Regions from separate parts of the Mus musculus genome. Here all the other regions are linked to region 4. The links are chromatin contacts, called in public Hi-C and promoter capture Hi-C maps. All regions are on one chromosome and are shown on one strand. The core of a region is the stretch at or near the end of the contact, and the rest is flanking DNA. Distances in the headings are between cores, read along the strand shown. Region 1 holds the start of Zfp595 (zinc finger protein 595). Region 2 holds the start of Rsl1 (regulator of sex limited protein 1). Region 3 holds the start of Zfp457 (zinc finger protein 457). Region 4 holds the start of Zfp729b (zinc finger protein 729b).

Region 1 (2,700 bases), core at 63-2,562, 280 kb before region 4:
CTTTGAGTTGGCTATAAAGGAGACGATGATTTTGATTCTCTGGATTCCTGACTCCTCCCCAAAAAGCAGAAGTGACAGAAATGTGTCATAGAATTACACTTAAGTTCTCTTTTCTGTCATAGAGCTGTTTAATTAAAAATATATATGAACATAAGGTGCCTATAAATTGTATATGAGCACAATGCTGTACTCTCTCTACTTTGTAAGGAACATGTTTTGATGTACAAGGCAGCATTGCGATTCCGACTTCATATACTGTTATTTTTTTTTTCTACAGATTAGCAAAGTTAACGAGGAAATGTCTGTTATCCTAGGTATGGTTAGAAACTCATTGAAAATCCCAGTAGATAGGACAAGGTGGTCTGAAGCCCATGATTTCTGGGAGTAGACTTGAATGCCACGAGCCAGGCTCTGGCTCACTAACCCTTGGTTTGACTGAAAAGTGACAATATAAGCAAGATCACCTGAGATAGGGGGGAGGGCTGTGGTGGAGAAACCCTGAAAAAAACAAACACACACACACACACACACACACATCAACTCATCTTTTATATTTGAAAAGGAGTCCAAATTTTGGACAGAACACTTATTAAGAGGATTATTGTCTAACGATTTTTAAGCAGAAGGGCAAATTCCATATTTGGGCAAACACTGGTTCATACCAGTTACAAAATTACTCTGTGTCTATGTAGCCATGTATTGTGATGATTCAGGTATAGGATTGTACCTTCAGAATTCTTTTCAACTCGAGGCATCCATAAATCCAACAATTCATTGCAAAGGAAAAGAAACTAACATTCCATAAAACAATCACCCTCACAGGTCTCTCTGTCCCTGGACATCAAGAACTTTAGGAAGATTTGTGAGATCAAACTGGAGTAGTGGACGGGATATAAAGTTTAGTAGGCACTAGACGTCCACGTGTTCTGTATGTCCCGAGAATCTGACTACAGCTATGTAGGCACAGGCAGAGCACGTTTCCCCAGTAAAGATGAGTGCGCTCCCTTCAGCATCTCAGGCAGAGGCAGTCAGCAGACCCAGCCTGCCCTTGCCATCCTGTTGTTTCCAACCTTCTCCCCTTCAAACCTGTGCCCAGGGGCAGTGGCCCAGCCTAGGTCAGCACAGCATCTCCAGGTCAGCTCAAATCATCTTCAGCGCCCGACCAGCCACCCTGCACAGTCCCTCAGATCTGCAAGATGGCGCTGTTCCCTGCACCAACCTCCATGTCAGAGATCCAAACGCAGTGCTCAACAGGACAGACGCCTAACTTTGGGGAGAAGCTTAAGTTTGAAAATCAAATGCGGAAGTTTGATAAGAACAGCCAGCCTTTTGGTGACGTCAACGTGGTAGGGACTACATTTCCCACAAGTCAGTGCGAAGAACTTCCAGGAACCCACAGAACTAGTTTGTTGTCCGCCAGAATTCCTGCCACCCGTGAGTAGGTTAAGTTAGGAATAAACAAGGATCTGCAGATGGGCAGACACGGGCATTTGGACTCTTAAAGTCCGGTGGTCGCAGCACCCTATGTTAGCCTGTGCATCGAACCTTTTACAGTGATGTTTACCACGTTTCCTAGTTATTTCTGCTAGGACGCTGTGGTTTTAAAGGAATTTAAAGTATTTTACTACCATATGGAAAATTCATCAGTTACTTAAAAATATGGAAGCTAATTTAGGACTGAGCATTATCTCTTGAAGATGCTCTTGAAACCATCCTTGGTGACCCTGATTGTCTTGCAGCATCTCAGGTGGTTAAGAGAAACAAATTAAAATTCAAAGCTAATTACCACCAGGTGGTTTCTGAGCACTGCTTTCCTCCCCTGCATCTCTCCCAAGGGGAAGGGGGCAGGCAGACAGAGCTCTTGGGATCACAGAGGTATATGTACAGAGAGACAGGAAAATTAATAAGGAACATCAAAACCTAACACAGGAAATTCTATAGTGCACAGTGGACCAAGGCTAGGCCACTATCCCTGGGCACAGGTTTGAAGGGGAAAAGGTTGGAAACAACAGGATGGCAAGCGTCCTTGGTCCATTGTGCACTATAGGATTTCCTTTGTTAGGTTTGATGTTCCTTATTAATTTTCCTGTGTCTCTGATGATCCTGTCATCATTCATATTTCACCATATTTGAACATCAGTGGTATCTGCCTTGAACTTCCCACATTTCTCTGAAGCAGAACATCAAGATAACTCCTTCTTGAATACAAAGGTATCAGAAATGTGTTCATATAACTGTCAAATGATATCACTGTATTAAAGAAGTTACACTGGAAACATGGAGTATTGAGAATTCCCATCTCTTCTTTGGAAGGCTTATTCTTGTGCAGTTCATGCTTGAGTCAAAGTTACAAACCCCATTGCTAGCTCCCTGGGAGCAGTAGTATGCTAGCAGCCTTCAGATGAACATGTAGAACTCTCAGCTCCTCCTGTACCATGCGTGCCTGGATGCTGCCATGTTCCCTCCTTATTATTGGACTGAACCTCTGAACCTGTAAGCCAGCCCCAATTAAATGTTGTCTTTTATAAGACTTGCCTTGGTTGTGGTGTCTGTTCACAGCTCTAAAACCCTAAGACAACTAGGCTATGTACTATTTACTGAACTAAGACAGGAGTTGGTACCAGGAGTGGGGTATTGTTGTGATAGGCATGACCACGCATTTGTCTGGAAGAATGTGGATTTGGGGACTTTGGATTGGGA
Region 2 (2,700 bases), core at 167-2,666, 440 kb before region 4:
CCACTGGGATTGTGTGTTTAATACCTTATCAATAAGTTTTCACAATTTTGTGGATTCAAGATTTTTTTCCTTTGTTCTTTGATCTTCTGTACCGATGTTTCTAAGCGTGCATTGCCTATCATCACTTGGTATGCTCACCCTATATATTTCGATGGATAAGTAAAATACATTGATTGAACTCTTAAGTCTATGCTTATGTAGTCTTAGAGGCTACTTTGGGTCTGTGTTCCACAGTGGAGTAGACTCCACTGCAGCTGATTTTTTAGTACCTGCCTTTAGTTCACAGGATCTAAGGAATGGACAAGGCTTTGACTCCATGTGATCCCCTGGCTGTTTTGTTAGCAGCCCCATGTACACTGATTTCTGAGGGCTCTCAGAAGGAAATCCTAGTTGCAGGCTACTCAACTATTGTGGTGAGGGTGTATACCACTTTAAAATGTTTGTGCTCTGTACACTCTTGTTTCTACAGTACAACTCAAAGCCTTGTGCATTTATGTCTCACCTGCATACAACAAGTAGGGGAAATGACTGGATGTGTGACCTGCTTTTATTACAGACACCTTTCTACCAACAGATCAACAGTAGTAGTCTCTGTTGGACATAGGTAGCCTGTTAGCTGGTTTTAATCAATGCCTCCATGGGCTTCTTGTTGATCTTCTTTCCAATGTCTGAGAGTCCGGGGCATTAACTCAGGACAAGAGATTTAGAGGAATGTTAGATACACACATGCTTGGGTGTGGCATGGGGATGTCAAATTTTATCTTCAGAGTCAACCTCCTTGGCCTGCTCAAACAGCATGTGTTTCTGTATGTGTAATATTAGCAATGCCCTGGAGGAATTGTTTCTATATATTCAAAAAGTAGAAACACAAACAACAGTATACAAGTTTGTTGGGGCAGACACCAAGCCAGCTTTGTATCCCAAGTCCATTTGTCAAAAGCCACTGAGGAGCTAGGAGCATAGTCAGGAACGCCAAGGCTGGTTTCAAACATTTTATAAAGTTAGTTTTCCTTGCCACGTTGGTTAGTGTATTGCTTTGTTTATTTAACGAACAACTAAGTCAACGTGCCCCCCGTCCCGTCCCCCCCCCCCCGGCCAGGAAGTAGTAATATTAAAATTACTACTAGAAATGACTTGTAAGCCAAAAGTTTCTGTCAAAGGCTTGACTCAAATCCATACATCTCCGATGTGGTTCTGGGGTCGAAAACCAATCTCATTACCCACAGCTTTTCTGCAGATAAGGCTTCCTCCTTGCACCTTCAACTGTGTGTTCCCATCCACAAAACTCTCCAAACAGTAGACTTCACCCACCCTGGGTTCTGGGATTTCCTTCGCACAGACTTCTGGGAGATGTAGTCCGCACCACTGTGACCACTGGGAGCCTTCCAGGAAATCCCCTTCTGAGTTCAGGTCTGTACTCGTGCGTCTTTCTTAAGGTTGGGCGGAAATCGTATGCGGCTATCTATTCCAGTTGTCTCTGACAAGAAGGTTGGTCCAGGCAGCAGCGTAGCCTGGGGCTCTGTGCGGGATCTGTGTCAAGGAGGTTGGTTCAGGAAGCAGCATAGCCTGGGGTTCAGTGCCGGGAGCTGGGCTCTGTCTTGGAGGGAGCGCTTGAGGACTGGGTGGGAGGGCGGAAGCAGCTGCCAGGACTGGCTGTGCTGAACTGGCTGGGGCCACTGAGGCTGCAGTTTTGGAGTGAGGGGACTGGCCTTTTGGGATTGTGTCCTGAGTGAAGGTTTCCTTTAGAACACCGAGAGCAGCCCGAGTCTGCCTTGGTTCTCTGGTACACTGGAGCAGCTTGGTAGTGGAGGACTAGATTGCAAACTAATGGTGATGAGCTGACTACCTGCTCCTGAGAGAGTGCCAGAGCTCACAGACCTGCATTGCTGGAAGCGCGCGTCCCTGGCTGCCCCCATCTCACCTGGATGCTGCCAGAGTCCTTTGTGTCTTTAGAGTAAAAGGGTTTCTGGTCCCCGTGTACTCTGTAGCCAGCTTATAGCAATGGCCTTGAGGTCTGACTGTGTTCATTTTTCGCTGCCAGTAAAGAATTAAGAGAGGAAAAATCCGAGTTACAACAGCTGTCGTGTTGGGGAATTCTGGGACATAGCCAACATATCTGTCTGAATGCACGGAAAATCTTGGACTAGGGTTGAAGAAACACATGCAGTGGACACACAGGCAGGAATGTCTACAAGGCAGAGTGGGATCAAAAGGAGCTCACACCATGTTTCACCTTGAGGGCTGTGTTTACTAAACTTGACAGGACCTCCATCCCTACTTTACAGTTGAGAATTTTTAAAAAAATATTTATTTATTTATTATATGTAAGTACACTGTAGCTGTCTTCAGACACTCCAGAAGAGGGTATCAGATTTCATTACAGATGGTTGTGAGCCACCATGTGGTTGCTGGGATTTGAACTCAGGGCCTTTGGAAGAGCAGTCGGTGCTCTTAACAGCTGAGCCATTTCACCAGCCCCGAGAATTTTTTAAAAAGAGAGTGTCCGCTTGGCCCCAAATGGTTCCGGTCAACATGACATTATCAGGGCTTGGACTTGTTGAGGAAGTTTATGGACATTGTGTATATTTCTGCCATTGTTTCTGTTATCTTGTAACTTTGCTTCCCATGGTAATATGAGGTATAAAAGGGCGGTGAAAAATAAACTCGAGGCTGCTGTGGTATTGACCAGCAATCCTCCCA
Region 3 (2,700 bases), core at 100-2,599, 300 kb before region 4:
TTGGTTAATGACATTCTTTGTTCTGTAAAACCATGAAACTGATTCCATGTTGGAGCATAGAATTTGGATTAAAGTAAATCTGTGTTCTCAGATCAAGGCTATTCAAATGGCTCTGGACTAAACTATTCTCTTAACCCTTCAGGAGGAGAACTATGCATAGACAGGAACCTATGTGAAAAATCATTAGACCCCAAATGTATAACAGCTTTCCAAATTTATATTCCAGCTGTTCCAAAGCAGTTGAAAAACTTGGGGAATTCTTCCTAAAACTATTAAAGGTGCCTCAGTAAACCTGAATGTCACATTGAGGGACAGAAAATTTAATATTTAAGACAGTTAAATTTAGGACAGTTCAGACGCTGCTGACAATGTGAAGAGACAGAAGAAAATCATGTGATAAGAAAACATAGTACAATGTACAGAGCCTGGCAGATTAGAGAGCAATGTACAGAGCCTGGCAGATTAGAGAACAATTTACAGAGCCTGGCAGATGAGCAGAGCCATTTTCCTCTTCCCTTTCAGACTTTCCAGCCCCACCCAGCAATCTCTCATCACACCAAGTCGTCTCTCATCTGAAAAGAAGTCCAAATTTGGACAGAACACATACTCAGAACCGTTGAGGTACTGCTGTCTAGCGATTTTAATTTGATGTGCAAAATCCATAATTATCTGGATTGGGCAAACATAGGTTCATACCAATTACAAGATTATTCTGTGGCTACATAGCCATGTATTGTGATGATTCAAGTCACAGAGATGTCTATTGGAAATTCCCACTCTAACCAAGGCATCCATAAATCTAACAATTCATTCCAAAGGAAAAGTAACTAACAACCCACACAACAATCACCGTCACAGGACTCTCTGTCCCTAGACACTAGGACCTTTGGGAAGCTGTGTGAGCTCAAACCAGGAGTAATCTCTAGGACATAAAGTATATGGGGCGCTAGATGTCCACGTGTTCTGTATGTCCTAAGAATCTGACAACCACCACAGGAGAACCCGTCAGCTAGGCAGAGCACGTTTCCCCAGCAAAGATGCGTGAGCTCCCGTCAGCATCTCAGGCACAGGCAGTGAGCAGACCCTGCCTGCCCTTGCCATCCTGCTGTTTCCAACCTTCTCCTCTTCAAACCTGTGCCCAGGGACAGTGGCCCAGCCTAGGTCAGCACAGCACCTCAAGGTCAGCAGCTTCCTGTCTCACAAGCCCAAGTTGGCACTCTCTGTGCCCTATCCGCCACCCTGCACAGTCCTTCAGATCTGCAAGATGGTGCTGTTCCCTGCACCAACCTCCATGGCAGAAATCCAAATGCAGCGCTCAACAGGACAGCTGCACAAATTTGAGAAGAAGCGAAGTTTGAAGAAAGAATACGGAATTTTGTTGCTGACAGCTCTTTCTGATGACGTCACAGGCGATGGGACTACATTTCCCACAAGTCAGTTGGAAGGACTTCCGGGAACCCACTGAAGAGCTTTTGTACACTGCCTGGATTACAGTCCACTGAGAGCAGCTGCACATGGGCATGCACATGGAATTTGGGCTCTTTTAAAATCCTTGGTCATGGCACGAAATGTTTGCCTGTAAGATGAGCCTTTCACAGTAATCACGTTCATCACGTTTCCATGTTATCTCTGCTACAACTCTGATCTATGTATAGAATCATTCACGAATGAAAAATTCATGCTTTCATGATCTGCTTTATTTAAGAATGTGGAAGCAGGAAGTTAATGTAGGAGTGAGCATTATCTCTTTACGATTCTATTGAAACCATCTTAGTCGCTTAAGATAGAAGAATTGGAGATCAAATCTAGTCACCAGCAGATGTTTTCTTAGTACAGGCTTTCCTGTCTCCCAAGGGGAGGGGCAGAGTTCCTGGGATCACAATGGTGTGTGTACTGACTGTCGAGCCATTGTGCACTTACAGGATTTCCCTTTGCCTTAGGTTTGATGTTTCTTATTGATTTTCCTGTCTCTGCACTGATCCTGTCATCGGTCATATTTGAAAATATTTGAACATTAGTGTTATCTGTCTTGAACTTCCCTCCCTTCTAAATAGAACACTTGAGTGTTTTCTCCTTGAATACAAAGGTATCAGATATATGTTCATATTACTGTCAAATAAGTCACTGTAATAAAGAAGTTACACTGGAAACATGCAGGATTGAGAATCCCTACCTTTTCATGGGAAGGTTTATTCCTGTGTAGTTCATACTTGAGTCAAAGTTACAAACTCCATTACAGAAAAGGCTTCATACTTCCCGGAATCCTAATGATCCAAAAGGAACCCGTTTCAGCGCAAAGACTGTGCAGAGTCCCTATTCTTTTTCAGGAGTATGTTTATCCAGAGATGCAGATCATTTGCTCACTCAGAGAAACTAGAGGCAAGGAGCAGTACGTGTGTGTACCTGTGCTTGATTGGCAAGCATCATGACTGGTCTGTCCTCCTCCTGAATGCTGCAGTGAAGGGCATTGTCAGAAGCCACAAAAGTTATTATTTCTCAGCATAGCTAGTTTTCCAATATGTGTTATGTGTTGAGGTCTGGTCTGTTGCTATGTATGTAATGCTAAATTCTATACCCGAAGATCTAAGCCTACCACAGACTTCTCACATTTACAAGGTTCTGTTGTGCAAACCTTGTTCCTTGATTTAATACTATTAGTTAAATCAAATTGGCTACAGCCAATTACTGGAGAAATTACAG
Region 4 (2,771 bases), core at 41-2,540:
AGGAGCCAACAAGTGCTTGCTGGGAATTAAACTCAGGACCTTTGGAAGAACAGGCAGTGCTCTTAACCACTGAGCCATCTCTCCAGCCATATCTTACAGCTTTTCAGATACAGTTGAAAAAATTGGAGAATTCTTTCTAAAACTATTAAGAAGGGTGTGTCACTAAACCTGAATGTCACATTGAGGGACAAAGGAAAATTTAAAAGAGTTCAGACACTGCTGATAACGTGAACACAAAGATGAAAAGCACGTGAAGAGACAGCAATGTACAGACTCTGGCAGATTAGAGAAATGTACAGATCCTAGTAGATTAGAGAGCAATGCACAGAGCCTGGCAGATTAGAAAGCAATGCACAGAGTCTGGCAGATTAGAAAGCAATGCACAGAGCCTGACAGATGAGCAGAGCCATTTCCCCCTTCCCTTTCAGACTTTCCACCCCACCCTGAGGTCTCTCATCACACCAAGTCGTCTCTCACATCTGAAAAGGAGCCCAAATTTTGGACACAACACATACTCAGAACTGTTGAGGTATTATTGTCTAGTTATTAATCTTTAGTGTAAAATCCTATTTATTTGGATTTTGCAAACAGTGCTTCATACCAACTACAAGATTATTTTGTGATTTTATAGCCATGTATTGTCGCATTCAGGTCACAAAGGTGTCTATCAGAAAATCTTATTTGAATCAGGGCATCCATGAGTCGAACAATTCGTTCCAAAGGAACTAACATCCCACACGACAGTTTGCCCTCCCTCACAGGATTCTTGCTCCTTGGACACTAGGAACTTTAGGAAGCTGCTTGAGCTCAAACCAGAAGTAGACTCTAGGACATAACATACAGAGGGCGCTACATGTCCAAGTGCTCTGTATGTCCTGAGAATCTGACTACAGTCACGTGAGAAGGGGTCAGCTAGGTAATGATGAGTGCGCTCTTGTCAGCATCTCAGGAACAGGCAGTCAGCAGACCCAGCCTGCCCTTGCCATCCTGTTGTTTTCAGTCTTCTCCCCTTCAAACCTGTGCCCAGGCGCAGCGGCCCAGCCTAGGTCAGCAGCTTCCTGCCTCACAACAAGCCCGAGCCAGCTCCCTCCGTGCCCTACCTGCCACCCTGCACAGCCCCTCAGACCTGAAAGATGGCGCTGCTCCCTGCACTAACCTCCATGTCAGAAATCCAGATGCAGCGCTGAGGAGGACAACTGCACACATTTGAGGAGTGAAGTTTGAAGAATAAGGAAGTTCGATTCCGGCGGCCCTTTCTGATGATGTCACAGGACCCGGGACTACATTTCCCACAAGTCAGTTGGAAGGATTTACAGGGAACCCCCCCCCCCCCCCAAGAGGTCTTGTGCATTGCCTGCCTTGCAGTCCAGCTGTGGGCAGCTGAAGTTGGAAAGAACCAGGCTGCCGCACGTGGCAGCAACAGGGAAAGTGGGCGTTTAAAAAAGTCTTTGTTTGCCGGGCAGTGGTGGCGCACGCCTTTAATCCCAGCACTCGGGAGGCAGAGGCAGGAGGATTTCTGAGTTCGAGGCCAGCCTGGTCTACAAAGTGAGTTCCAGGACAGCCAGAGCTACACAGAAAAACCCTGTCTCAAAAAAAAAAAAAAAAAAAAAAACCAAAAAAAAAAAAAAAAAAAGTCTTTGGTCACAGCACGCGATGTTAGCCTGTGAGCTGAGCTTTTCATAGTAATGTTTATCGCATTTCCTTGTTATCTCTGTTAAAACATTGTGATTTTAAAGCTTCGATTTTTTGTTTTGTTTTGTTTTTTTAAAGTACAGAACTACTTATGGAATGTTACTACCGAGTGGAAAATTCATGCTTTCATGGTTTACTTAAAATATGAAAGCAGGAAGTTAATATAAGAGTGGGCATTATCTCTTTAAGACGCTATGGAAACCATCCCAGGTGCTTAAGACAGAATTAGAAATCAAACTGAGTCACCACCAAGTGTTTTCTGAGCACTTGCTTTCCTCCTCTGAATCTCTCCCAAGAGGAGGGGCAGAGCTCCTTGGATCACAATGGTGAGTGTACTGGCTCTTCAATTTCCCTCTGTGTTTGGTTTGATGTTCCTTATTGATTTTCCTGTCTCCACTGATCCTGTCATCATTCACATTTGATAATACTTGAACATTACTGGTAGCTGCCTTGCACTTCCCTCACTTCTCCTAAGCAGAACACTGAGATAGTTTCCCGTGGAATACAAAGGTATCAGAAATATGCTCATATCACTGTAAAATGAGGTGATGTATTAAAGAAGTTAGACTGGAAACTTGGAGTATTGAGAATTCCCATCTTTTCGTAAGAAGGTTTATTCCTGTGTAGTTCATGCTTGAGTTAAAGCTACAAATGGCATTACAGAAAAGACTTCATACTTCCCTGAGGCATAATAATTTAAAAGCAAGCTGTTTCAGAGCAGAGACTGTGCAAAATCCCTATCCAAATATTCTTCTCTAGGGAGTGTGTTTGCCTAGGGATCAGAACAGATTCCTTAATTTAGAAAAACTAGAGTCAACAAACAGTACATTCACCTGGACATTTGATTGGCATGTCTGTTTAGAATGAGGTCATGAGTGGTCTGTCATCCCCCTGATGGCTGTAGTGAAGGGCATTACCAACAACCAGAAGGACTTAACATTTCTGAGCATAGTTAGTTTTCCAATATGTGTATGTGTTGAGGTTTGGTATGTTGCTATGTATTGTAATACTAAATTCTATATCTGAAGGTCTAAGCTTACCATGGACCTCTCACATTTAAAAGGTTCTGTTGTGCAAAT

Evidence for each region. Promoter capture Hi-C pulls out the DNA fragments that hold promoters and counts their contacts. A called contact is a pair of places that touch in the nucleus more often than the background predicts. Capture Hi-C pulls out chosen DNA fragments and counts their contacts.
Region 1: a promoter capture Hi-C map of liver shows a contact between it and region 4. The contact joins the promoter of Zfp595 here to the promoter of Zfp729b in region 4. A contact is called at or near these places in 6 of 39 promoter capture datasets (hematopoietic stem and progenitor cells, liver, macrophages and 2 more), 2 of 484 Hi-C or Micro-C datasets (B cells and cerebral cortex), 7 of 115 datasets of contacts at active chromatin or transcription factors (the 230-238 cell line, cardiomyocytes, craniofacial prominence and 4 more) and 4 of 9 other capture datasets (adipose tissue, liver, macrophages and 1 more).
Region 2: a contact with region 4 is called in a promoter capture Hi-C map of adipose tissue. The contact joins the promoter of Rsl1 here to the promoter of Zfp729b in region 4. A contact is called at or near these places in 1 of 115 datasets of contacts at active chromatin or transcription factors (bone marrow-derived macrophages) and 2 of 9 other capture datasets (adipose tissue and macrophages).
Region 3: a contact with region 4 is called in a Hi-C map of liver, with 8 times the contacts expected there. The contact joins the promoter of Zfp457 here to the promoter of Zfp729b in region 4. A contact is called at or near these places in 2 of 39 promoter capture datasets (erythroid cells and neural stem cells), 14 of 484 Hi-C or Micro-C datasets (CD4 T cells, CD8 T cells, the G1E-ER4 cell line and 9 more), 7 of 115 datasets of contacts at active chromatin or transcription factors (acute myeloid leukemia, astrocytes, cardiomyocytes and 4 more) and 3 of 9 other capture datasets (adipose tissue, liver and macrophages).

What each region holds. Positions count from the first base shown.
Region 1 is chr13:67,331,248-67,333,947 of GRCm38.p6, forward strand. Zfp595 (zinc finger protein 595) reads right to left here and starts at 1,313. Exons shown (of 5, transcript NM_177622.3): 1 at 1,220-1,313. The coding sequence starts at 1,225.
Region 2 is chr13:67,171,766-67,174,465 of GRCm38.p6, forward strand. Rsl1 (regulator of sex limited protein 1) reads left to right here and starts at 1,417. Exons shown (of 4, transcript NM_001013769.1): 1 at 1,417-1,488. The coding sequence starts at 1,453.
Region 3 is chr13:67,305,063-67,307,762 of GRCm38.p6, forward strand. It overlaps Zfp457 (zinc finger protein 457), which reads right to left and starts at 1,350. Exons shown (of 4, transcript NM_001003666.2): 1 at 1,288-1,350. The coding sequence starts at 1,293.
Region 4 is chr13:67,608,417-67,611,187 of GRCm38.p6, forward strand. Zfp729b (zinc finger protein 729b) reads right to left here and starts at 1,291. Exons shown (of 4, transcript NM_001163246.2): 1 at 1,157-1,291. The coding sequence starts at 1,162.